Regions from separate parts of the Mus musculus genome. Here regions 1, 2 and 4 are each linked to region 3. Evidence: chromatin contacts called from public HiChIP or PLAC-seq data. All regions are on one chromosome and are shown on one strand. Each heading gives the region's core, a stretch centred on a gene start, on an enhancer-like site or on the middle of the called end of the contact. The rest is flanking DNA. Distances are from core to core; before and after follow the strand shown. Region 1 has its middle 41 kb from the start of Znrf2. Region 2 has its middle 64 kb from the start of Znrf2. Region 3 overlaps Nod1 (nucleotide-binding oligomerization domain containing 1). Region 4 holds the start of Inmt (indolethylamine N-methyltransferase).

Region 1 (6,237 bases), core at 2,723-5,222, 180 kb after region 3:
CACAGCCTCTGCATCAGCTCCTGCTTCCTGACCTGCTTGAGTTCCAGTCCTGACTTCCTTTGGCGATCAACAGCAATGTGGAAAGTGTAAGCTGAATAAATCCTTTCCTCTCCAACTGCTTCTTGGTCATGATGTTTGTGTAGGAATAGAAACCCTGACTAAGACAAGCACCCAGAAGCATTCTTTAGCCCCAGACATCACAACTGAGCTGTTCGATGCACAGCCCCTGACAGTGTTTACCACCTCAGCTAGCTAAAAGCCAGTCTTCAGAGTGGTCCAGAAAGCCACCAGGACCTGCTGCTATCTGCGGCTCCTGTCTGCTTCACTCACCAGCATGACGATGACACCTTCTTGCTGGAATTACTAACGTGTGTCACCATGCCCAACTTCCTGGCAGTTCTTTGGACTTCCTCACTTCCTCTACCTGCACTGCTTCTTGTATGTCCGTATCATCACTCCCTTCCTTCTTTCCTCTTTAGTATTTGATGTCATCTTCTCAGCAAAACCGCTCCTACCACACCCTCCTTGCATATTGGAGGCTGGGTATGCATTCTAGTAGTAGAGCTTGCTGGCATGCAGGAAGCCCTAGGTTCAAGCCCTGGCACTCCATGGTGGCATAGCTAGGTTGTGCTGATGCCTGAAACACTCCATCTTGTAGGGAAGCGTCTTAAGCAGGAAGGTAAACAACTCAAAATAGCTTCAGGAAGTCCCTGAAACAAACCAGATTCTCCATGCCCCTCCCTGCAAGAGTAAGCAACTAACAATTGTGAGTCTCTAAGAGCAGAACTCAGCTGCAAAGAAGACTCTCAGACCAGACCAACTGTCTGGAAGAAGCCGAAACTAGCGGAGCTGCTGGAAGAGATTTAGGCAACCAAGGCACCTGGCAAGGACACTCTCCAACCTGTTGAGCCACCTGCAGGTTGTATGGTGTGGTTCCCAAGTTTGTGAGTTGTCACCTGGGCTGTGGTGGGCCTTGGTGATGCAGTTGTCTTTGAATCATTCAGTTCCTGTAAGTAACTCCACCCATATGCCTGTAAATAACCCAAATAAAACTCAGGTCTCACCAAGTTGGACTTGGCGGCATCTTGGGTTCCCAGTCTGGGGTGAGTGGACATGTCTGCTCTATCTCCCCATGAAGCTTTGTCACACAACATGCCCTTCAATGTTCTCCAAGTTTTCTTTTCTTTGTCACTTTATAACAGACCATGCTGTGTACCAACCCCTCAGCACACTTGCCTGTTCCAGTGGACACAGGCTCCAGAAGGCAGAGAGCTTTATTGCCTGTGGGATTGCCCCCAGGGACAAGTGGGACTCTGCAAATGGAGCACCGAGAAAATACTGGCATGCTCACTTGTTATACTTTTTCTGGGTCTAGCGCTCTCCTTGGTGTAGGCACTTAATGCTTGCTGAATGGCCTTCCCCATGACACCTGCGAGACTGGACAGTGGCTCTACTCCAAAGGCCTCCTCCTTTTCACCTGACACAGAGGAAACACAAGCATGTGGCTGTGGGCATGGGGTGACTTCTGCACAGGGCAATTGCCATTTTGAAATCATTAAACTGTCTGCCGGTGACGTATTTCCAGGGCTCCTATCTTCCCCAGCTGCTGATTAGCCTTGTCGCTTTAATGCATGCTTTCGCTCCTTTCCCACAGACTCTCTTTGTTTGCTGACAGCATCTGCCCGCACTGATCCTTGCCTCACCTGGCACGGCTCTCTCCAATCCCTAGAAGAAATAGCATTCACCCACACGCTAGGGATAAAAAAAGGTTGCTACTCAAAGTCAGAAGTCTTTCTCTGAAGCAGTCTCATCTATAGGCAGAAAAACAAGTGTGCCGTTTCTTCTTGGATAAAGAGAAGCCGTCTTCCAGACAGGCTTTTGACACAAGGAAGATTGAGGTATGATTTGAGTATTCTTTGCAGTGAAAACAGCACTTAATTGGACCAAGAGAGAAAGAAGGCTGCTGCCTTCATGGTTATTTAAACACACATACTAATCAAAAGTGCTTTACTGTCTTGTTACAAGAGAAATCGGATTGCCCCTACATTTTCTACTGACCCCCTCTCCATACAAAAGGGGAGAAGAAAGGCATTTACAAGGCACCAGAATCTATTTTCTTCCTAAATATGGTGCTTGCATGTAGATATTGGCAGCATGAAAAATTCTAACAAGAAACATCACATAAGCAATGAGGTCTTTTTTCCTATTATTCTCTCTGAAAATTTTATTCATTTATTTATTTATTTATTTATTTATTTATTTATTTATTTTTTGAGACAGGGTTTCTCTGTGTAGCCCTGGCTGTCCTGGAACTCACTCCGTAGACCAGGCTGGCCTTGAACTCAGAAGTCTGCCTGCCTCTGCCTCCCAAGTGCTGGGATTAAAGGCGTGCGCCACTTAACTGTAGTCCCTCTAATGAATGATAGATGTCTAAGTCTTCAATTCCCTGGGGGAACCAAAAAAGTTTTTTTTCTTCTGTCCTAAACAAGTTTCAAACTTAAGGGGAAATAAGTTGGAAGATCCAGCAGATGGTGCCAAAAAAATCTTTTATTGGTGATAAAGGTGATATAGGAGGTGCCACTTGGTGGGAGGGTGGAGTGGAGCTGCTGAGAGGAGCCCCTCACACTGCTGGGTGGGATGGCTTTGGCCAGCCTCCCCCCAAGGCCAAGGGTGGTGGGAACATCAAAGGTCTGCTTCCTGACTACAACATGAGATCTTGGCTGGGCAGAGACAGCAATGTTTCTCTTCTTTGGTTACTAGGATAACTTGTACCAAGAGTGGGGGAAATAACCAGCAGAGTCCACATTGTCATGAAGAGAAACTCTCCTCAGGAGAAACAAGGAACAAGGTGTCCCTGTCACAAGACTAAACCTGCTTCCTTTCTGGGCTCCAACTCTGAGCCTCAAGGTGGAACGACACATAGGTTCCATGGACTCTAGCTACAGTCTCTCTATCAGGACCCTGACTCTGTAGCCACCTACTGTCTGATATGCCTCTATCTGTTCCCCTCCAGGGACCTGGAGAGCAGAGACTATTTTTCTAGCAGTGTCCAACACAACCTAGAGCAGGGCAACACACCATCACTGCTTGCTGAATGTCTGTCTCTATAACAAATTAAGCCAACTCAGGTTACAAAAAGTCAGTGCTAGAGCCCCACAGCTCTGGCTTCTGGACCAGTAATTTTTGTGTCCTGTTTTTGTCAATGTTGTATTGCTGAGAAGGGACACCAAAACCACAGCAACTCATACACACACACACACACACACACACACACACATATATATATATATATATATATATATATATATATATACACACACATATATATTAGGGCTTGCTTACATTCAAAGCTTTAATTATTATCAGCTTGGTGGAAAGCATGGTGGTACACAGGCTGGCATAGTGCTGAGAGTCCCACATCTGAATCCACAAGTAGCAGGAAGAGAGAGGGAGACACTAGACCTTCCTTGAGCATTTGAAACCCCAAAGACCACTTCCTCCAACAAGGCCACAACTACTCCAACAAAGCTACACCTCCTCCTACTAGTGCCACTCCCTGATGACTAAGCATTCAAATATATGAGCCAGTGGGGGCCATTCTTACTGAAGCTACCACATGTCCTGGCTGCTTTATGGTTGCTGTTCCATGACAGCCTGTAACCCCACAGCCAATAACCTATGCACTGCCATTGACCCCACACACCACAACCCAAATGGGTAGGGAAGGAGAGCATTGCTAATGCTCTGAAGGATTAACTGCCTTACTCTGAAGGACCTGAAGGCCAGCTTCCCTGATGTGGGCTCCTCTCTTACCTCCCCTCTGAGCTGCCTTCACATCTCCTCATTCCGTGAGTGGGGAAGTGTGAACTAAAAAACCTCAGGCCCTTGCCAAAGACACCTACCTGGCACCACCTCTGAGTCTCACCTCTGCTTTTAACCTCACAGATTATGTTTAGAAGCTAAGGCAGCCAGGTGTGATAGCTAGTACCTATAATCCTAGCACTAGGGAGGCAGAAGCGTGGTGAGTTCAAGACCAGCTTGGACTGCAGGGTGAGACTGTCTCAGAGTCTCTGGTGTGCTGTGTAATGCGTCAGACAGATTTTACTGCTATGTCAAATGCCTGGGGTATTCTGCTCACAGCAGGGGGCAGCAGGGGTGGGGCAGCAGGGGTGGGGCAGCAGGGGTGGGGCAGCAGGGGTGGGGCAGGCTTTCTTTTGGGTCATGTTCTCAGGTTTGGTCTATGGATGTTTGTCTCCATCATTTTCTGCCATGACTAGGAGGATATGATAAAGTAGAACTACTCAGTTCCCTGTGACTGCAAGGGGCCAGTTTTCCCTCAAGAAAAAACAAGAAACAAACACACAGAGAAAACAAAATATACAAACAAGAAAACAAGATAAACAAAAAAATATGCTCAAACTAAGCAACTTAAGACAAAAAGTATACAAAAATTTTATTGAATTGGTTTGTTTTTGTCAATTCTGGGCACAGGGCCTTCTCTGAAGTATGATTGATATACCCATTGACACTGCATTGAGAGAACTAATTTCTCTTTAGTAGGCTGGTGTTAATGGCAGATAAGTTCTTGCTTGGGGTAAGAGCCCATGTCCTCTTCCTGCTCTTGATGCTAGGACTCTGACTGCCTTGAACCTGTGCAGGCCCTGTGCCTGCTACCACAGTGTCTGTGAGTTCATATGTGTGTTAGCCCTGTTGTGTCTGGAAGACACTGTTTCCATGGAATGACCCATCCCCTATGGCCCCTACCATCACTTGGCCTCCTCTTCCACAGAGATCCCTGAGTCATGAGGAGTTTAACGAGGACATCCCATTTGGGACTAAGTGTCTCAAAGTCTCTTACTCTATGCACATTATCCAGTTGTTGTGAATCTCTGTGTTAGCTCCCATCTACTGCTACGGGTATAGCAGAATGTCATTGGGGGTCATTGTATTGTTATGTTCTTTTAACAGAACAATAGTAGTTGTTCTCCCCACCCCTGCTTCAGACTCATGGCCTTTTCAGACTCAGGTTCTTGGCAAGCTAAGGATTTTCAGGTACAGGTTCCATCTTATGTAGTAAGCCTTAAATCCCATCAGCGGGCAGTTGGTTACTCCTATAAGGCTTGTGCCACTTTTGCACCGGCATATCCAGCAGACAGGTCACCAGTGTAGGTAGGTTGTAGGGTTTGTAGCCAGATGGAGGAATACCTTTTACCTCTATAGCATGCAGAATACCTCCTAGTAGTCTGAATGTTAGTCAGGAGGGATGAAGCCTCTGGGCAAGCACCTGCTCACTTTCTATGTGCTTGATGAGATATATCAAGTATTGCCTTCAGCAGAGAGCCTTGACATCATCATTTTTTGAGGAGAGCAGCCAATAGCCTTGGAAATGGCCTGGGATGTTTGGGGGGCCAATGACTCAACAAGATGTAACCTATTCCCAGGTACTGGATGCTTCACTTGGTGGTATAAGATACTGTCTCTTCCATTATTTGGTGACTTTCTTTAGATTACTTTTGTATATGTATATATTTTAGGAAGCATCGACAGCAGCAGACATGGCTCCTGTGGCCCCTCAAATTGACCTGGTGTCAGTTGTCCTTCCTCATAGTTCCTCCCTTCTCCTTCTGTTCCCTACCCCTTCCCCTTAGCCCTCCCATGCCAATCCCCCCTCCCCTGCATCCTCTCTATAACAACATATTCTATTTCCCCTTCCTTGGGAGATCTGTTCCTTTCACCCAGGCCCTTACTAGGTATCTAACCTCTGCCATTATACAGATTATAGCACTCAGATGGAAGATTACAAGCTAGCATCCACACAGAAGAGAAAACACGCGTTTGTCTTCTGGGACCTGGGTCCCCTCACTCAGGATGACTGTTTTTAGCTCTATCCACTCACCTGCACATCTCATCAGCTTCTCTTAACAGCTGCATAAGATTCGACTGTGTAAATGTAGCACATTTTCACCATCCGTTGATCAGCTGATGGACATCTAGGTTACTGCCAATTTCTGGTTATTACGAATAAAGCAACAATGAGCAGGAGTAAGCAAGTGTCCACAGTGGGGTGGACTTTGGGTCTATGCCCACGAGGTATACAGTTCTTAAGATTTGTCTTTTTAAATAGAAACAACTGACTTTAAAAGCCCACAGAATATGATATAAGGTAAGGACTTCAGCCATCACTGACCTTTCCTTAGCTGTTTATCACACAGCTGTCATTTCCCTCTCGTTCTTGGA
Region 2 (5,877 bases), core at 2,083-4,582, 200 kb after region 3:
ATATTACAAATGATAATGCACAGAAACTCGAGGAAGGACTAGTGCTGAAAGAGAGGATTCCTTTCCGACTTGTGAGTACAAGATGGTGGATAAGGCTGCTGTGGGCATGGGTACTGTGGCACAGGCTGCTGTGGGCATGGGTACTGTGGCACAGGCTGCTGGTTTTGACCATGAGGAACCCTGCTTAGTGTCCTGTCCAGGGCCAGTTTCTGACCTGGCCCACATGAGCCTATTGCAAGCTTTGTTTTTGTCTATTAGCTTCTCAGCAGTGCCCGAGCTATGGTCTCATCGTTTGATAGGATCCATATGATTCAGTTAGTCGGCAGTGTCATGCACAAGTGTGCCATTCCCCCTGACTTCATGGTCTCTGTCCTTCTGTTTTGGTGGGAAACTTCCAGGCCTATACTCCTGCCTTCCTTTGGCATGGAGAAACTCCCAAAACTGTTCAAATTAATTAAGTCCAACTTCTAGCCATATCTTCCCACCTCATTTTTTGTAAAATCTATGACCAAGCCAGTTGGTTTTCGGAGCCCAACAGATGCATGTTTGCATATTAAGCTCCGCCTCCTGTGGCAGCTCCTTAAGCTGAGCAGAAGGGCTCTGAGAACCTGAAACTGTGTGCCCTATTCTCTGAGGGAGGAGGGATCTCTGTCCCTATTGCTCTGCTTCCTGAAAAGGCCAAGAGAGGGGCACTGGCTGCTCTTCCAGAAAACCTGAGTTAAATTCCCAGGATCCACATGACAGTTAAAAACTGTCTGTAACTCCAGTTTCAGAGGCTCTGGCACCTCTCATAAACATGAGGCAGGACACCAATGTAAGTGAAACTAAATAAATTAAAAAAAAAAAAAAAGGCCAGGAGAGGCTGGGGCATGGCTCCATAGCAGGACACTTATATAGCATCATGGGGCATGGCTCCATAGCAGAATAAATACACCATGAAGCCCTGGGCTTCATCTCCAATGCTTTCCTTCCCCACAAAGTAAATTTGTCACTATTTAGGATACATTCTTTTTATTATTATTATTTTACTTTATTTTATTATTTTATGTATAGGTGTTTTGCCTGCATGTATGTCTGTGTACCACATATGTTTCTGTTGCCCATGGAGGTCAGAAGAGGTTGTCCGATCCCCTGGAATGGGAGCTACAGATAACTGTGAGTTGCCATATGGGTGCTGGGAATAGAAACCCAGGCCTCTGCAGGAACAGTGAGGGCTCCCGACCACTGAGCTACATTTCCCAGTCCTCTAATCTCTTTTTATTGAAAAATGTGTAAAAAAATTTTTTTAAATGTAAATGAAGAAAATACCTAATTTTAAAAAAAGAAAAAAATGTGTATAAGCCTATGGAAATGCAGTGATGCTTGGAATCTATGTATACTTGGAATCTATGTACACTGTAGAATGACTAGAATGGCTAACTAACTGGCTAGTTAACGTGCATTACCTTACATATGTACCAGTGGTTTAATAATAAAATTTTGACTTGATAGTGGGCAGCAGTAAGATATAGGCAGTCTTGAGTCTAAGAAATGATAGCCTGTCTCCTCGGTTCTTCACAAACTCCTAGGAATTTCCTATTTCCCTTTATAAATAAGAAAATTAAGACTGAAGGCAGTGAGTAGCCAGCCCACTTAAACACACACAGCTAACAAGGGGCAGACCTGGGATTTGAACCTGGGTTCAGATCAGTTCCTAGCCCATGATTTCAGCTAACTCCATAGATGCAGCACTCGGGGAAAGATGTGCCTTTCCTGCCCAAGTCCTTTCTTGCAACTGACTTTTCAAACTCTTAGAATTTAGGGGGACCCCCCAAAAAGGGGAAGGGATCTCCAACAAAGGATTAGTTCTCAAAGAGAACTGGACCAGAGGGTTTAGGAGCAGTCTGCAGAACTCCTGTGAGCCAGTTCTCACATTGTTGGTCAGCATGGGTTTTTTTTTTTTGTTTGTTTTGTTTTGTTTTGTTTTGTTTTTGTTTTTGTTTTTGTTTTGTTTTGTTTTGTTTTGTTTTTAGTAGCTCTAGGGTGTGTCTTTACAATTCTGTTTCTACAGATAAATATCAGCTAAAAACCCCCAAAACTTTTAGAACCAGCTCAATGCCACCTGACTGCATGTGTGGGTGTTAGGGTGTCTGGTAGGATGCTTGCTAAGCAAGCTGCGGGCTTGTATTAATGGGCAGCCCGGCTTTCTCTCTTGGACATATCACACAGTGCACCCCTAATTTAGCTTGCTGCCTTAAAGATGGTATCTGAGAACATGAAGGGTTTATAGGGGTTTCCCAGAGTATGGGGCTTGGGTCCTGAAACCTCGAACTGTCTAGTATAGAGGGATGATCTCCGGGTGATGTAGGATGGAAATACAGCCATATGTTAACTGTGATTGGGGGCCTGTACCATAACAGAGATTTTAATTTTCCTATGCTTGTCTACAATAGAAAAGCCATATACTGTGTTTGCTATAAACATCTGTTTGGGATGAAAGGAAAAGGAACATTTATCTTACCCTGTCAGTGGGGAGAGGGTACTAACACCACCTGCCACCTCCTCTTAAGTGCCTCACAGTGAGAGAAGACAATAGAAGCCACAGACAGCATCTGAAATAAAATCTGTACAAACCTAAGAGCTGGCAAGGGTCCCAAGCATTTATTAAAGGTGCCAAAGACCTGATTCTTTTTTGGGGGGGGGTTCTCTGTGTAGCCCTGGCTGTCCTGGTACTCACTCTGTAGACCAGGCTGGCCTCAAACTCAGAAATCCATCTGCCTCTGCCTCTGCTTCCCAAGTGCTGGGATTAAAGGCATGCACCACCACTGCCCAGCCCAAAGACCTGATTCTTGCTAGGTGGACCGAGCTGATTTCAGACTTCCTGATAATCCTTCTTTGTCGGGCTTCAGAGTGCAGGGTTTACAACACACAGCACCACACCTGGCTTAGAGACAAATTTCACTTGGCAATAAGAAGGCTTAGATTAAAAGTCATATTACTTGAGGGTTTTGACTTTATATGTATCTGTTTTATATTGAAGCAAACAGTACCCAATTCCATTTAGGAGACTAAGAGGAAACTTAAAGGAAACCGAATGGGTCATAGTTCAGGACACAGGGTATGAATTTAGTCTGACTTGCACTTCTAGAAGGAGCCAAGGATGGAGATGGCTCTGGCATGAAGGACCAAGGGAAAGAAAGCTCAGAAGCATGCCCTATGCTCAGGCACCAACCCTGCTGATGGACAGGTGGGGCCCAGCCCTTGGCAGAGGCACAGTTATTGAACCCGAAGCCTCACAAGCTCTCTGGAAAGCACTGGTGTTGATCCAAGTCTGTCATCTGCCCTGACCCTCACTTCCTCTTCTCTCTTCTGTTTGCTTCTTGCTGCCCACACAGGTTGGGAAGGGCGTGTTTGCCTGCCATTCTACACAGAAGCAACACAAATATTTTTAACCACACTGAGGTCACTTCCTAACATTAATAGGCCCTTTTGTTCGTTGTTCAACAGGAGGGGAAAAAATCCCCCAGCTCCTCACATAGATCTTAAATTAGGCTTGAATAGAAAAATAATTTTTATGCTTTCCTCTCACATTTAATAAACATTATATGCTGGTGTCATTTCTCTAGGGGCTATATGACTTGGCTCAACAGAGGTGGGAAGAATTTCTACCCAATTGCCTTTTTTTTTTTTTTTTTTTAGCCTTAGTTTCTTACTGTCCTCCTACGCATCCACCCCCAAGAGAAAGATGCCTGGAGCCTGTCAGACATCACCATGGCACCTTTTCTAAACAACTTCTCAGAGCTTCCTTCTTGCTACATGGCAAATACATCACTCGGCAGCTGGTCCCTTTTCCTCACCTGCGTAACGAAACTTGTGGTTTATTATAAACTTGGTCCAAGGCCTAATTTCTATTCATGAAATCCTGTCATCATTATATGAAGAAATGTACTGTTTAAGGGCCAACATTATAATGAAACACTGGCCTGGCAGGTCCCAGCAGTGGGAATTGGCAAGTATGAGCCATGTTGTGTGGAGTGGTGAGCGAGGAGAGTCAAGGCCTTCAGCGGCGTTGTCTCTGAGCAGGTCACTGCCTTTCATTCTCTGTTCTCATGCTTTTGTATGCATTTTTATTAAGCAGCCTGTCTCCCTTCCCTACTTTCTTTCCCTGTCCTCTTTTTCTGTGTGCACATTTATCTGTATGTGAGTGTTGGTCTATGCGAGGGTTTGTATGTACATGTGGAACTGAGAAGATAAGCCCAGGTGTCATTGTTGGGGAGCTAGATTAGTTAAACCTCTCTTTGCTGTGATCAAACACCTGACAAGAAGTCACTCAAGAATGGAAGGCTTTGTCTTGGCTCATGGTGTTGGGGGATATAGTCAGTGGGAAAGGCATGTGCGGGATCATGAAGCCTCAGGTCCTGTTTCTTCGTCAGTCGGCAGCCAACAGAGTGATGGATGCTTGAGCTCCCTTACTTAGCCTTCTCCTTTTTGTTCAGTTTTTGGCCCCTGCCTACTGAGCCACTCGTGGTTAGGATGAGCCCTACCTTCATTAGCTCAATCTAGATGCTCCTTTATAGACACGCCCAGAAACTGGTCTCCCAGGTGACTCTACATCCCATCAAGTTGACAGAAGAGATTAATCATCACAGGCACCTTCCAAATTGTATTGGGGACAGGGTCTCTCACTTACAGGCAAGGCTGGCTGCCAGTAAGCTTTCAGAAATCTACCTAGCTCCACCTCCCCTCTTGGCATTGCTGGGATGAGAAGCAGGTGTCACCACATCTGGCTTTCTGTCCTTGCGCTCTGGGAACCCAGACCCAAGGCCTCATGTTTATGAGGTGAGTCCTTTACTGACCTAGCTGGGACAGTTTGTCTTGGATCAGTTCAAGTTCTCATTTCAGAAGTTTCAAAATGCTGCCTGTTCTGAGAACAGGGAAGAAAGTCAGCAAAACTAAGCATCAGACACACAATGGCTTTGTCTCTCTGCCCCCATCACCTGGGGATGTTCCCCACCCTACAGCTCCAAACCTAGGAGAGCTACACAGACTCCATTGTCTCCACTTGGCCTTATCATCCACTTGGACTGTGTGGATGTGACAGGAATGGTTAACAGCATGGGATAAGATTGGCACCGAAGACGTGAAAGGGTCTTTCAACCTGGATAAACTGACTTAGTAGAGACTTGAGTTTCTCATGGGAAAAGACAATGAGGTGATTCATATCTCCTGGAATATTGACATCTTTTGATAATCCAGAAAGAAAAGCAAAAGGAAAGGAAACATTCTGGGCCAGGGAAGCCCTGCTCTGAGGTGAGCTCTGCGGTGGTGGTGGCAATGGCTCAGCCATTGATTTCCCAGAATCAGGAGGTTTACAGGATGATGAGGCGCTGTCTCGGTCGGGATTCTAAGTGGCTGCTTCTCAGTCATTGAGCTTCGAGAAGCTCAGGTCTTCTCTCACCCCAAATCATAGTGGTCAGAACCACAAAACACTAGACCGTAACGGGAGAGGTGTGTGCCTGCACAGCACTTCTCAAAATGTGCTCTGCCTGGCAACAATCCCAAGACACAGTGTTGCAGCATCAGGTAGCCATGAGGATTTGCCTACAGCATATATTATCGTACACACTACAATCTTGAGCAGTTGCAATGCATAATTGTACATTGAAGGCTCCGAGACAGCTGGGCATGGTAGTGCACACCTTCAATCCCAGTACTCTGGAGGCAAAGGTGGGTAGATCTCTATGAGTTTACAGGCAGCCAAGTCTGCATTGCGGGCTCCAGAGCAGCCAAAGCTACACAGCAAAGCTCTGTCTCAATGAATGAATGAATGAATGAATGAATGGACTCTGAATCACTGGGGACTGGGATAACTCAGTTGTTAAAATGCCTTTGTGCTTT
Region 3 (5,976 bases), core at 2,691-5,190:
TGCAATAATCTCAAGATAAAGCTCACTTTCAGGTCACCACGGTCGCCCAGATGAAGACAGTAATGGACAGTGTTCTACAACATACTAGAAAAGAAGGGGCAGATGAGGGCAGGGGCAGGGCTCTGGGGAGGTAGAACATTCTGTAAAGTGCCTGCTGTGCAACTGCAAAGGCCAGAAACCAAAGGCTAGGCATGCTGGTGTGCACTGGTAATCCCCATATGGGGGAGAAGAAACAAGTGGATCCCTTGAACTCACTGGCCAGCCAGTTTAGCCTGATCAGCTATCAGCTGGCCCAGCCTAATGAGAAACGCTCTCAGGAAAGGAAAGGAACCCAAGGTGCACAGCACAAGAGTTTGATCCCCATGGCTCATGGTCATGCATACGTTCATACCCCAACCCCCAACCTCCAACCCCACACACATGGAGGAAATAAGAGCTTTTGCCAAGAAAGCTATTTCTGTGGGGGCGTTCCTTCCCCCTTTCTGGGTTCCAGCTAGGCTATCAGCTGGTAGGAGATGGAATGGCTAAAGTAAAGTCAAATCTCCTAAAGATGGGTGACTGTATTAGTCAGGCTTCTTTAGAGTCACAGAATGTATGGAATATCTTTCTATATTGAGGGAATTTATCATAATGACTTACAGTCTGTAGTCCAACTCTCCCACAATGATCAGCTGTGAATGGGAAGTCCAAGAATCTAGTAGTTTCTCAGTCCCATGAGGCGAGCTGTTTCAGCTGGTCTTCTGTAGAAGTAGGTTCTAACAGATGTGCTGGCAAGTAAGTGCAAGCAGTTGAAGAATGAATCTTCCTACTTTCAATGTCCTTATGTAGGTCTCCAGCAAAAGGTGTGGCCCAGATTAAAGGTGTGCAACACAACACCAGGATCTGGGACTTGTTTTTTTCCCAGGATGACATTGAACTCAGAGATCTCTTTGCCTTAGTCTCCTGGGATTAAAGGCGTGTACTACTTTGCCTGAGCCTAAACTTTTCATGGCCACTATGCCACAAGATCTCCATGCCAAGATCCAGGTCAGAAACTTGTATCTTCCGGCCTCAAGATCTGGATCACAGGCGAGCCCTCCAATTCTGGATTGTAGTTCATTCCAGATATAGTCAAGTTAACAACCAGAAATAGCCATTACAGTGATTGAGGGGTGAATTCTCTAATTGGCTTCCCTCCTATAGAAATTGTGGTCTTGTGCGTGAAGAGGTGCAAGCTTCCTAAGCGGATCTATTGGATACCTCCCTGCTGCTAAGCGGATCTATTGGATACCTCCCTGCTGCATTGAAAACCAGTCTCAATCCAGCTTCCTCGTGGGCCCACTGCCTATTCTTGTCTAAAATTATTGTATCTGAGCCGGGCGGTGGTGGCGCACGCCTTTAATCCCAGCACTTGGGAGGCAGAGGCAGGCGGATTTCTGAGTTCGAGGCCAGCCTGGTCTACAGAGTGAGTTCCAGGACAGCCAAGACTACAGAGAAACCCTGTCTCGAAAAAAACAAAACAAAACAAAACAAAACAAAACAAATTATTGTATCTGTCAAAGGATTGGGAAGGGTTTGCCATATTAATGGATGATTAAGAAGTCAAACAAATCAAATCAAACAGTTGAATCTCATCCCTTGATTGCATGCCAAAGGTCCTTTGCAAGTTGGCAAGATGCTCCGCTCGGGCTGGAGAGATGGCTCAGCAGTTCAGAACATTGCAGCTTTCCAGAGCCCACACAGGCAAGCTCACAACCCCGTTTCGGAGGATCTGATGCTCTCCTGGCCTCCTCTAGCATTAGGCATATGCATGATGCATGTACAAACATAAAATAAAGGGACTCACGCGTACACATAAAATACAAATTACATTTTTTTTAAGTTGGGCAGTGATGATGCACGCCTTTAATTCCAGCACAAGGGAGGCAGAGGCAGGTGGATCTCTGCATTCAAGGCCAGTCTGGTCTACAAAGCAAAATGTCCACGAAAGCCAGGGCTATCAACAGCAACACTACTATCTATCTATCTATCTATCTATCTATCTATCTATCTATCTATCTATGGCTGATGCCTGGGGGGGGGGTGGGGTGGGGAGCTGCTTGCAGGCAGGCTGGCCATTTTTCCAGAAACGAAAGACTGAAATAGTGACAGCCATGTACCCACCCTTACCATTGTAAGCCCACAAAACTCATTCTCATTTCCTAAGCCACAGGAGGGGCTGAGAGAGTGAACCAGGCCCTAGTGGGGTCAGCACAGCTGCTGAATAGACAGCTGACTTCTGCCTGGGTCAGTCTTCAAAGAAGAAGGGGGCAAGGCTGTATAAACTGCCACATGGTCAGCAAAGTCATTGCTTCCCACACCAGGCCTTTCTGTGTCCTCTTTCTGTGACAGCCACAGTCCCTGAGTCACAGGCTTCTTATGAGCTCTCACTCCAGGGAAGGCGCTTGAGGAGGAGGAGTCAGGACTGGGGAAGAAGTAGAGTGGGTGGCCGGATTCGAACACTGGCCTGGCTTGCTTTGGCTTACATTGGTGCTTATGGCCAGCCTTTATACAGAAGTGCTTGTAAGATGGCCGGGCCACGTAACAACAACTTGGGGTGTAACTCTAATTAGCATCTGCTATGCTGTTACAGAATAGTTTTCTGGGAAAGGCTCGTCTCAATCTGTAATCTCGTCCTCTGGTATTGCAACAGCAACTTGGAGAAAGCTGGGGCGATTTATTTGGAAAAATACAGAGTTTCAAAAGAATGAATGAAGGTTCCCAACAGCAGGGCGTGTCAGGAAAGGGCAGAGTCATAAGGCCACTGGGGCTGATGGGGAATGACTTCTTTGAGTGTTCTCTTCTTGATTCAACCCAAAAAAGTAGATTGCTACTTTTAAATGGCAATCCGTAAGTTACTGCTGTATAATATAAAGCAGTGCTTTTCAGCTAGGCATGGTGGTGCATGCTTTTATCCCTGACGTATGGGAGACCCAGGCAGAAGGATCTTGAGAGCTCGAGGCCACAATGCAGTACACAGTAAGGCTCTCTCTTAACATGAAACTAAAACAAACATAATGCTCATAGAACATTTCAGATTTGAAAAATATAGGTTGATGACACTTGGCAAATATGCATGTGTGTGTGTGTGTGTGTGTGTGTGTGTGTGTGTGTGTGTGTTTATATATATGCTCTTCCCTCAGTGTCTGCAGGGATCAGTGTCAGGATACTCCAAGGAAAACAAAATCCACCAGTGCTCAAATCCCTGATACAAGACAGAGTGATTATCTTCATATACCTACACATACCATCCTGAAAATTTAAATCATCTTTAGATTTTTATGACACCTAATGCATTGTAAGTGCTATAAAAGTGGTTATAGCATTCGATTCAAGAAACAATGACAAGGAAAAATCTACAAATTCTTCCATGTTTAGTGAGGTGCGATATTTTTCTGAATATTCTTGATCCATGGTTGGTTGAATCTGAGAATGTGGAATTCACAAATGTATACACACTATACACACACACACTACACACTACACACTACACACTACACACTACACACACACACACACACACACACACACACTACACACACACACTACACATACACTACACACACACACACACATACATAGAGCTCTCACTCAAGATATTTCTATGTCCCCAGGAGTTTGCATGGCTGTTGTTTTGCAACCCGTGTCTCCCAGCTACCATCTCTCGGCTTCTACACAGAGCCATACAGTGTATTCTGTTTTATTGAGTCTGACTTTCCTCAGCCTTGAATCTGACAGCAGTGATGTATTTTATTGCACTCACATGTGCCTGGTGCTGAGTTATGTGTCTGTAGACACTGCTCTGACTCAGTCATTCAATTCCTCTGGGAACTGCCAACTCCTTTCTCACTGTCAACAGCAGGGGCCTTGTTGGAATGAAACAAAACCAAAACCCTGTCAGAACTTCTGATTCTCCTCACAGGGCAGATTTCTTAGAAAGGGAAGTTGCTAAAGACACTTCTCAAGGCTGTTGATGCCTAGTGTTGAGCAGTATCAGCTCACCACAAGGAAAGGGAGAAAAATAAAAGCAAACCCTGAGCCCTTGGCTCATTTTTGTCTGTGGACTCTCAACAGCTTTGTTAAGACATCAGATGAGGCCACAAGTCCAGAGTGCTTGAGAGCAATCTTTCCACTCCATCAGCTAAAACTAGTGCCATTCAATATGTCACACATATGTCCTCTGATAGATCTCAAAGCCCTCAAAGTTAGATGTTACTAAGATAAAACCTGGTCCTATAAAATGTCCTTGGAAAGCTCCCTCAGTTTGTGAGAGTGACACCATAACACCTGCTCTCAGTTGACTTCAAACCTACCAACAGTGGAGGTCACACAGCAGAAAACCTCTTCTAGCTTCCCCCTAACTGTGGGTAACACCTCTCATGTGTGAATTCTGACAGTAACATTGCCTAATTACTTTGCACCATTGACTCTTAACTTGGAGTGCAAAGTCTAGAAAAAGAGAACACTCTTTATAGCACACCTTAACAGGACCTCTCATGTACCTCTGGCAAGAATTTAGGAATGTGATGGGGAAAGCCATTGTACTGACAGTGATACCCAGTGGTGGGATGTTATGGTCCTAGCATTGTAGACATTGGACCAAGCAAGGTGTTATATACAAGACTAGAAAACTGCTTCATTAAAACTGTAGCTTCTGGGCAGAAGGAACTGACAGGGAACTAAGTTGCAATCAGGCTATGTACTGACAAAGGGCAGTAGGTTTCTATTTCAAGAGTACAGAGTTGCAAAATTGCATCTACCACCTGCATATTTTATCCTAATTTTTCTATTTCATGTCCCACCCTGCGTTCTGCTGCCCGAGGTCTCATTTTCAGGCCACATCCACGGCCTTAATTTGTTTCTTTGGTTGTTTCCTTGGGCTGTCTGGACAGGATCTCCCTTCAACTCCCATCCTCAAGGCTCCATATATAGAGCTGGGAAAACCTCCCCCTACAGAGTGGCCTAGCTCTGTAAAGTCAACCTCTGCCATTCCTCCTGCCTCTTCTCCACCCTTTCCTCTCCCCCCCCCCTTCTCCAGCCCTCCCTTTCCCTTACTCCTCTGCTGTCCCTACTACTATCTACCCTCAGCTCCCTTGCCTTCCACTGGCACCCCAGGGCCCACCGTTTGGCAGGTTGTGACCTGGGAGACGCTTGGCTCTCTGTTTCTGGTGGCACCAGCTCATGCTTGGTCACTCTCTCTGAGGTGTCTCATGGCAGTTTGCTCTATCTCTGGCTTTGGTTTATTAGGCAATGTTTTTCTTTGTTTCCTTTTTTATGTCCACCATAACTTCCTTAACTTCCTGCCAAAGAGAGCTCACTGCCCTCTGAAAATTACAAAAAAGCACCTCTTTGCCAGCTAGGGGTCATGAACCTGTGGCTTTGTTCAGGTGGTCAGAAATCAGGAGAGAGTGTCCCCTTTTGCTGGTGAACTGTGAAGAGCCCGTGGTGGAAATTACAGGAAAAGCCTGGGAAGCCGAGGGACCATGTTTGTGGGAATTGCAGGCACGGAAAGAGAAGCCTGGTTAAAAGCCCACTCCCAGTTGATAAGAGTTGGGTCAAGTGGAATGAAGGCAGTTGCTCAACCTCCTTTCCCCAGCCTTCTAAACACGCTGACTCACCCGGGAAGAACCGCGGCCTTTCCCTGTTCTCTCACACTTGTGAGCATTTCAAGAGAAAGTTTCCACTCTGGGCTTCAGCTTCCACTTTTCTCACAGGCTTCCAGAGCCACCTCATCCCTTGCAATGACTTGCTGCTGTTACAGTTCTTGCCCTCTGTTTCTTTGACGATAATTTATTTATTGAGCTAGTCAGTTATGGTTATACATTTTTTATTTTTTGATCTCACAATATACATTTTCAAAGCACTTTAAAATGTTTTTGAGATTATAATATAATTATAGTATTTCTCTGTTCCTTTTTTCCCCTTCCAAAATGTTCTGTATTATCCTTCCTCACTCTC
Region 4 (6,159 bases), core at 3,159-5,658, 220 kb before region 3:
GACAATTGTGGGAGAAGCCACCCCTGGGCTAGTGGTCCTGGGTTCTATAAGAAAGCAAGCTGACCAGCCATGAAGAGCAAGCCAGTCAGCAGCACCCCTCCATGACCTCTGCGTCAGCCCCTGCCTCCAGGTTCCTGTCCTTTGAGATCCTGCTCTGACTTCCTTAAGTGATGAATGGATATGGAATTTTAAGCAAAATAAACCCTTTCTTCGCCAAGTTGCTTTTGCTCATGGTGTTTCATCAAAGCACTAGGAACTCTAAGACAGAGGCAGTGCTAACCAAGGGCTTTGGCTGAGGTCTTGAGGTGTCTGTATTAGTCAGGGTTCTCTAGATGATCTAAGAACTGTACATAGGAAGAGATTTGTTTTAAGATCTTAACTCACATAACTAGCAAGTTCAAGTTCAGGATGGAGCTAGCAGGCTGGAGATCCAGGCAAGAGGCCATCTGCTACAGAACACTGCCTGCTTGGGGAAGTCAGTCTGCTATCATCTGGTTGAATAAGACCCACCATGTTAGAAAAGCTACCTGCTTTACTTAAACTCTGCCACTAAAAATTTAATCTCATCCAAAACAGCATGACCCAGCCCAGTTGACACACAAAAGGAACATCACAAAAATGAGGGCTAGTATCAAAGGGTCATTATTGCCCTACACGCATATGGCTATATGGTAAAGTCTTGCACAGCCAGCAGCAAACAGCTGTAGTCCTGATCCCCACCTCCCCAGCCAGCCTCCCGCTCAGGTACTATCTGAGCTAGCTACCCAGCACCTCATCCCACTTGTGTTTACAGAATGTAAACATGGCTACACTATCCAGAGCCAATGCTGTGGGATGGATGGGACACACTGGGGTCCCCATTCATACTTCCCAGAACTTCTGTGTTTGTCCACTGTTTCAACTGGCCCCTTGATCCTCCAGAGGACTCTCCCTCTGGCTTCCACCTGCCTCCCCACCACCTTTGCCTTCTTGGTCTCTGCTGATTGGTAGAATCTACTGACTCCATCCCACTCAGAGGGGGCCCTCACGGAGGTAAGGAAATCTTCTGAGTTGGCCTCTTATGAAAAGTGTTTTTCCACATCAGAACCAGCGATGCTGAACTTAACAGCATTACAGGATGCTCATCTGGGATAAACAAAAATGTTTCCAGATATTGCCAGCAGGCCCCTTGTAGGCAAAACTGCTGCCCGATGAGAACCACACTCCCAAGGTTTCTGTTTCTACTGGGACAGTTTCTGACCCTTTAAAGAACATGGAGCTACAAGAAATCATACTCAGGAAGACCCCTGCCATAATTTTAAGCAAACAGGCAAATTTCACGCTACCTATGCAGATAATGAGGCCACCTGAAAATTCAGTGAATGAGGAAAGACTCGGTGTCACACCATGTGAGCAGCCACACTCAGCCTGCATCCCCTGCCATCCTGCCTGGGCCTGTGGAGAGAGAATCCTGCCAGGAAGAGGAAGCCCAAAGAAAGACCTGCTTTCCCAACAAACCCCACTTCACTCCAAATCCCAGAACCAGGGTTCAATATCTTCTCACACACCATCACCCTGAACAGTTTCCCAAACCCTGAATGGAAGGAAGTCACCTCAAAGAGAAAGGAAAACCTCAATTGTTTTCATGTTTTCTTAGAAGGAAATTAAGCAGATACTGATCCTAAAAAAATTTCAAAGGTAAAAATAAAACAACATGGAAATTCTCTGCTTAAATTATCTGTACTAAACGTTTTCAAGCCTTGACTTGAAACTTTAAACTCACGTATGAAAAAACCCAATCAAAAGCCAGACCAAAATCACCAATTCTATTCATTACTGCAGTTGTAAGAATTTCAATTGTTGGACACCGGGGGGCGCCACTAACATATTCACATAGCTGCACAGACACTTGTGGGCACAGGGAGGAATGGATCTTTGAACAAAAGCTCAGTCTCAAGTGTCAGGGGTGGATGTGAGAAACCCTAGATACATGTCACACCTTCAGTGTCTCCACTCATGTTAACTCACTAGGATTTAGCTTCCTTCAATCGATTTTAAATAAGTTTGAGTAGGCGACTAATCGCATTTTCTGTAACTGCACGACAGCAGTGCAGCACCGTTGTCATGACGTAGAAACAGAGTTCAGGCTCTGTGAGTCCCAGGAGAGGGGGCAGTTGTGCCTTCCACAATGACAGGATGAGAATGACAATGACAGATGGGTTTACATCCTGTGGAGATGGTTCCCCGAGCTCCAGGAAGCCCGAGAGAAAATGATCACCTTCCATTCTGAGTGGCAGGGCTCATTCTTCTGGCTTGAAACATAGTGTCTGGGGCCATGATGGAGATCCAGGGACAGGATCAATCACTGGGAGTGATTGATTCCCTGAGCTTATAAGGCAGTGTGTGAGCAAGTCCATGAACCACCCAACTGAAGGTCAGAGAGCCTGAAGGATGATGAGCAGGGTGAGGCTGGGGCTGAGTCTGTGTTCCCACTTTGGGCGTGAATCTGGGGCCTCTGCTGCTGACAGCGACCTGGGGCATCACATTGCCCACTTCCTTGTTGTTGAGGGGGCAGATACCTTGCAGGTTGTTGTGAAAAAGCCAGGAGACCCCTGTCACATAGTAGGCAATCAGTGTCATGAACTTTCCCCACTGTGGCATGCCCATCCTCCCAACGTTTGCCCCTGGGAACCCACTCTGAAGTTTGCTACCCAGACACTCTCACCCTTGGATGACTTAGAAAGAGATGAGGCAAGTGTGTGTGTGTGTGTGTGTGTGTGTGTGTGTGTGTGTGTGATCACTGCAGACTCCCTTACAGCAGAGTAAGAGTCTACACAGCCTCTGTCCATTTTCCCTTTGCAGTAGCAGGTCTAGTTGGTTATTTTTTCCAACCTAACACACACTAGAGTCACCTGGGAAGAGAGATCCTCAAGTGAGGAGTGACCTTCATCAGACTGGCCCGTGAGTGTTTCCTTAATTAATGACTGATGTGGGTGAGCCCCGTGTTCTGCGGGTGGTGTCACCCCTTAGCCAGCAGGCTAAGCAAACCATGGAGGGCAAGCCAGTGAGCAGTGGTCTTTCAATGTCCCCACCTCTACTCCTGCTTGAGCTCCTGCCCTGCCCTTCCTCAGTGACAAACTGTGGTCAGGAGGTGCAAGTCAAATAAACCCTTTCCTTCCCAGGTTGCTTTGGGTCATGGTTGTTTACCAAAGCAAAAGACGGCAAACTGGGGCATCATTTTTCAAAGCAACCAGACCAGACCACAGCAGATCTAAGTGAGCTGATGATTCTGGGGGCAGAGGACAAGATGCACATGTGCACACACGTGGATGTGGATGGGTGGCGCTCTGTGCAGTGTTGTGACACGTTTTCAATTGTTTGTCCAAATACAGGGCTTGGCAACACACAGGCCTAGTGATTTGGGGAGGTGCTGTCAAAGTTTACTCCCGAGCATAAGAAAAAGAAAAGGAAGAAAGAAAGAAAGAAAGAAAGAAAGAAAGAAAGGAAGGAAGGAAGGAAGGAAGGAAGGAAGAAAGAAAGAAAGAAAGAAAGAAAGAAAGAAAGAAAGAAAGAAAGAAAGAAAGAAAGAAAGAAAGAAAGAAAGAAAACATTAAGCCAAATGAGAAAACAAGACTTAAACCTTAAACCGCTGGGGAATCATTAACTCAGTTAAAGATAAGCTGTTTACAAAGGCAAGTTCACTGAGTGTAGAATAGCAGAGAGATTTGAAGATCTCTGGTCCTCCTACTTCCCCAGCCTGGGGAGCACTTCTGTTCTGGTTCTTGTTTTATTTGCCTTATCAAAGATGAAGCCCAGGGGCCGTGAATGTGTTGGCTGGGAGCCTGGCCCTGTGTCTCCACCCTCTACTCTTAACCCCATGAGTGAAGCATCCCTAATGAGACCCTCATCTCTTTGGTCTCTGCCTCTTTCTCTTTGTCTGTCTGTGTACCTCTGTCCCTATGTAATTCTCTCTCTGTCTCTCTCTCTCTCTCTCTGTCTCTCTCTCTCTGTCTCTCTCTCTCTCTCTGTCTCTCTCTGTGTCTCCATATATATATCTGTCTCTGTCTGTCTCTGTCTGTCTGTCTCTCTCTCTCTCTGTCTCTCTCTCCTGATCCCAGTTGTCCACATGCCACCCTAGAGGGCCAGGGATGAGAGCTTCAGGGCCCAGTGACCCAGGACAGGACTGGAGGCCCTCTAGCATTCTCTTGCTTCATCACAAAAATCAAATCCAGCCAGGAATCTAGCATTCTCTTGCTTCATCACAAAAATCAAATCCAGCCAGGAATCTGACACCTGCACTCTGAAACCATCTCCAGGGACCCTAGCTCCTCCCTGAGAAGGGAGGTCTTATAAAAAGATTATAAAAGGCATGGTGGGAAGGAGTGAGCATTCAGTAGGGGCAAAGGAGTCTGGACAGCTGTGTGGGCTGGCTAGAATGGAGGGCAAGGTATACATAGGAGGTGAGGACTATGAAAAAGAGTTCACTCCCAAAGACTACCTGACCACCTACTACAGCTTCCACTCTGGCCCTGTGGCAGAGCAGGAAATCGTAAAGTTTAGCCTGCAGAACCTCTACCAGACCTTCTCTACAGGTGAGTGGCTGAGGTCTCCCTGGGGAGGGGCTGGAACCATGCCAACAGGGAGAGCTTATTCTGTATATACAGATGCTACAGAGGTGACTGGTCTGAAGGCCCACAGGGCCCATAGATGGCAATGTGTGCAGATCCAGAAGAGCCATGCCTCAGGAGTGAAGAACTTGCCTTGCACCCATGATCAGCCTCAGTAGCTACACTCGTAAGCTTTGAGGGGTATACCCAGATTTGTGGAGCTCCTAGGCCCATGCTGAGAGAAGTGACATAGGACTGGGCACCAAGGCTACTTTTCCCTCTCCTCTTGCCAGAGGCCTTCCAGAAAGCTCTGCAGCCTTTTTGGAACCTTGAGTCTCTCTGAAAAAAATCCCTGATGAAAATTCTTCCCTGTAAACATGCATACAAGTTTCCATGATTTGCCCCCAATGTCTAAGGGCAGACTAAGGCTAGGGAGGGACAGGGGTGGCCAGTCAAAGTCAGAGAGCTAATAGTAACAGCAGCAAGAATGAATCATAAGACTTCAAGTGACCCAGCACTAATGGGGAGAGTGTGTTCTGTGTGACCCTGGAGGTCACTCAGTGTACTCCCCCACAAAAGCCTTCTTAGCCAGACATTCGGTGCCAAGGAACGGGTAGCAAGGAACAACCTCAGAATACAGAGGGAAGAAAGCCTGGTGCTGCTGGAGAAAGCTGGGGTATAGAACAGACTTCAGTCCTTGGCAGAGGCATGGTAGGTATAAAAGGAGACTGCAGAAGGGAGAGGGCAGGCTGAGAGGGCATACCCGGGGTGGGGGGTGGAGGTACACTGAGCAACTGACCTCCAGGGTCACACAGAGCACATTCTCCCCATTAGTGCTGGGTCACTTGAAGTCTTAGGCTTTATTCTTGCTCGTGTTACTATTAGCTCTCTGCCACACTTTCTTCTGTGTGGCTGCCTTTCCTAGAAAATCAGAAGGGCTCTTAAGAACTAGCTGGTGTCCTTCTCAGCCTTTATCCCAGACCCTGCCACTCTACCAATTCCCCCAATTTTCTAAATCCAATGTTCTTTGAAGTTAGCCTATGCCAACTGATTAGAGAGAGAGAGAGAGACAGTAATCCTGAATTTATCTGGAAGACCAGACATACCTCCCAGGCCTCCACTAGTATCCTGGGTCATGGGGAGGCAGTTAAGAATGTCAGCTGTTTCCCACCCCCGGCATTGCTCCCCACTCCTGTCAATGTACAGCCCAGAGGCAAGGGGTTGCTCCCCTTCCCAGCTGGCGAATCCTAAGGTGGTTTGGAGTCACTCAGCAGGATGTGAGGTCAGGGTGCGGAGACCTGCCATGCTATCTCCCCAGGAGGTGTAGGGGGCGACGTCCTGATCGACATTGGCTCTGGCCCTACCATCTACCAGCTGCTTTCAGCATGCGAGGTCTTCCGGGAGATCATTGTCACTGACTACACCCCGCAGAACCTGCAGGAGCTGCAGAAGTGGCTGAAGAAAGAGCCAGGAGCCTACGACTGGTCCTCCATAGTGCAACATGCATGTGAGCTGGAGGGAGACAGGTACCTGCAAGTGGTTCCATTTTGTCCACCCACCTCATCCTTCTCAG

The links. HiChIP or PLAC-seq counts read pairs in DNA pulled down with a chosen protein or histone mark.
Region 1: a contact with region 3 is called in a FOXA1 HiChIP or PLAC-seq map of pancreatic cancer cells. The contact joins two enhancer-like sites. A contact is called at or near these places in 3 of 115 datasets of contacts at active chromatin or transcription factors (double positive thymocytes, embryonic stem cells and pancreatic cancer cells) and 3 of 9 other capture datasets (adipose tissue, liver and pancreatic islet).
Region 2: an HNF4G HiChIP or PLAC-seq map of pancreatic cancer cells shows a contact between it and region 3. The contact joins two enhancer-like sites. A contact is called at or near these places in 3 of 115 datasets of contacts at active chromatin or transcription factors (double positive thymocytes, embryonic stem cells and pancreatic cancer cells) and 2 of 9 other capture datasets (adipose tissue and liver).
Region 4: an HNF4G HiChIP or PLAC-seq map of pancreatic cancer cells shows a contact between it and region 3. The contact joins the promoter of Inmt here to the enhancer-like site in region 3. A contact is called at or near these places in 1 of 39 promoter capture datasets (liver), 6 of 484 Hi-C or Micro-C datasets (the G1E-ER4 cell line, the N1E-115 cell line, nephron progenitors and 1 more), 3 of 115 datasets of contacts at active chromatin or transcription factors (embryonic stem cells, memory CD8 T cells and pancreatic cancer cells) and 2 of 9 other capture datasets (adipose tissue and liver).

What each region holds. Positions count from the first base shown.
Region 1 is chr6:54,773,251-54,779,487 of GRCm38.p6, reverse strand. No RefSeq gene overlaps it. Among named protein-coding and RNA genes, the nearest start is that of Znrf2, 41 kb to the left of the region's middle. Within about 2 kb of position 3,972, at least 66 of the 459 cell types and tissues checked have an H3K27ac peak or open chromatin away from gene starts, as enhancers often do. A contact at or near this core is called in pancreatic cancer cells, where this site is marked.
Region 2 is chr6:54,749,701-54,755,577 of GRCm38.p6, reverse strand. No RefSeq gene overlaps it. Among named protein-coding and RNA genes, the nearest start is that of Znrf2, 64 kb to the left of the region's middle. Within about 2 kb of position 3,332, at least 53 of the 459 cell types and tissues checked have an H3K27ac peak or open chromatin away from gene starts, as enhancers often do. A contact at or near this core is called in adipose tissue and pancreatic cancer cells, where this site is marked.
Region 3 is chr6:54,954,520-54,960,495 of GRCm38.p6, reverse strand. All of the region lies in intron 1 of Nod1 (nucleotide-binding oligomerization domain containing 1), which reads left to right. Among named protein-coding and RNA genes, the nearest start is that of Nod1, 15 kb to the left of the region's middle. Within about 2 kb of position 3,940, at least 136 of the 459 cell types and tissues checked have an H3K27ac peak or open chromatin away from gene starts, as enhancers often do. A contact at or near this core is called in adipose tissue, liver, pancreatic cancer cells and 1 more, where this site is marked.
Region 4 is chr6:55,173,239-55,179,397 of GRCm38.p6, reverse strand. It overlaps Inmt (indolethylamine N-methyltransferase), which reads left to right and starts at 4,408. Exons shown (of 3, transcript NM_009349.3): 1 at 4,408-4,571; 2 at 5,905-6,112. The coding sequence starts at 4,415.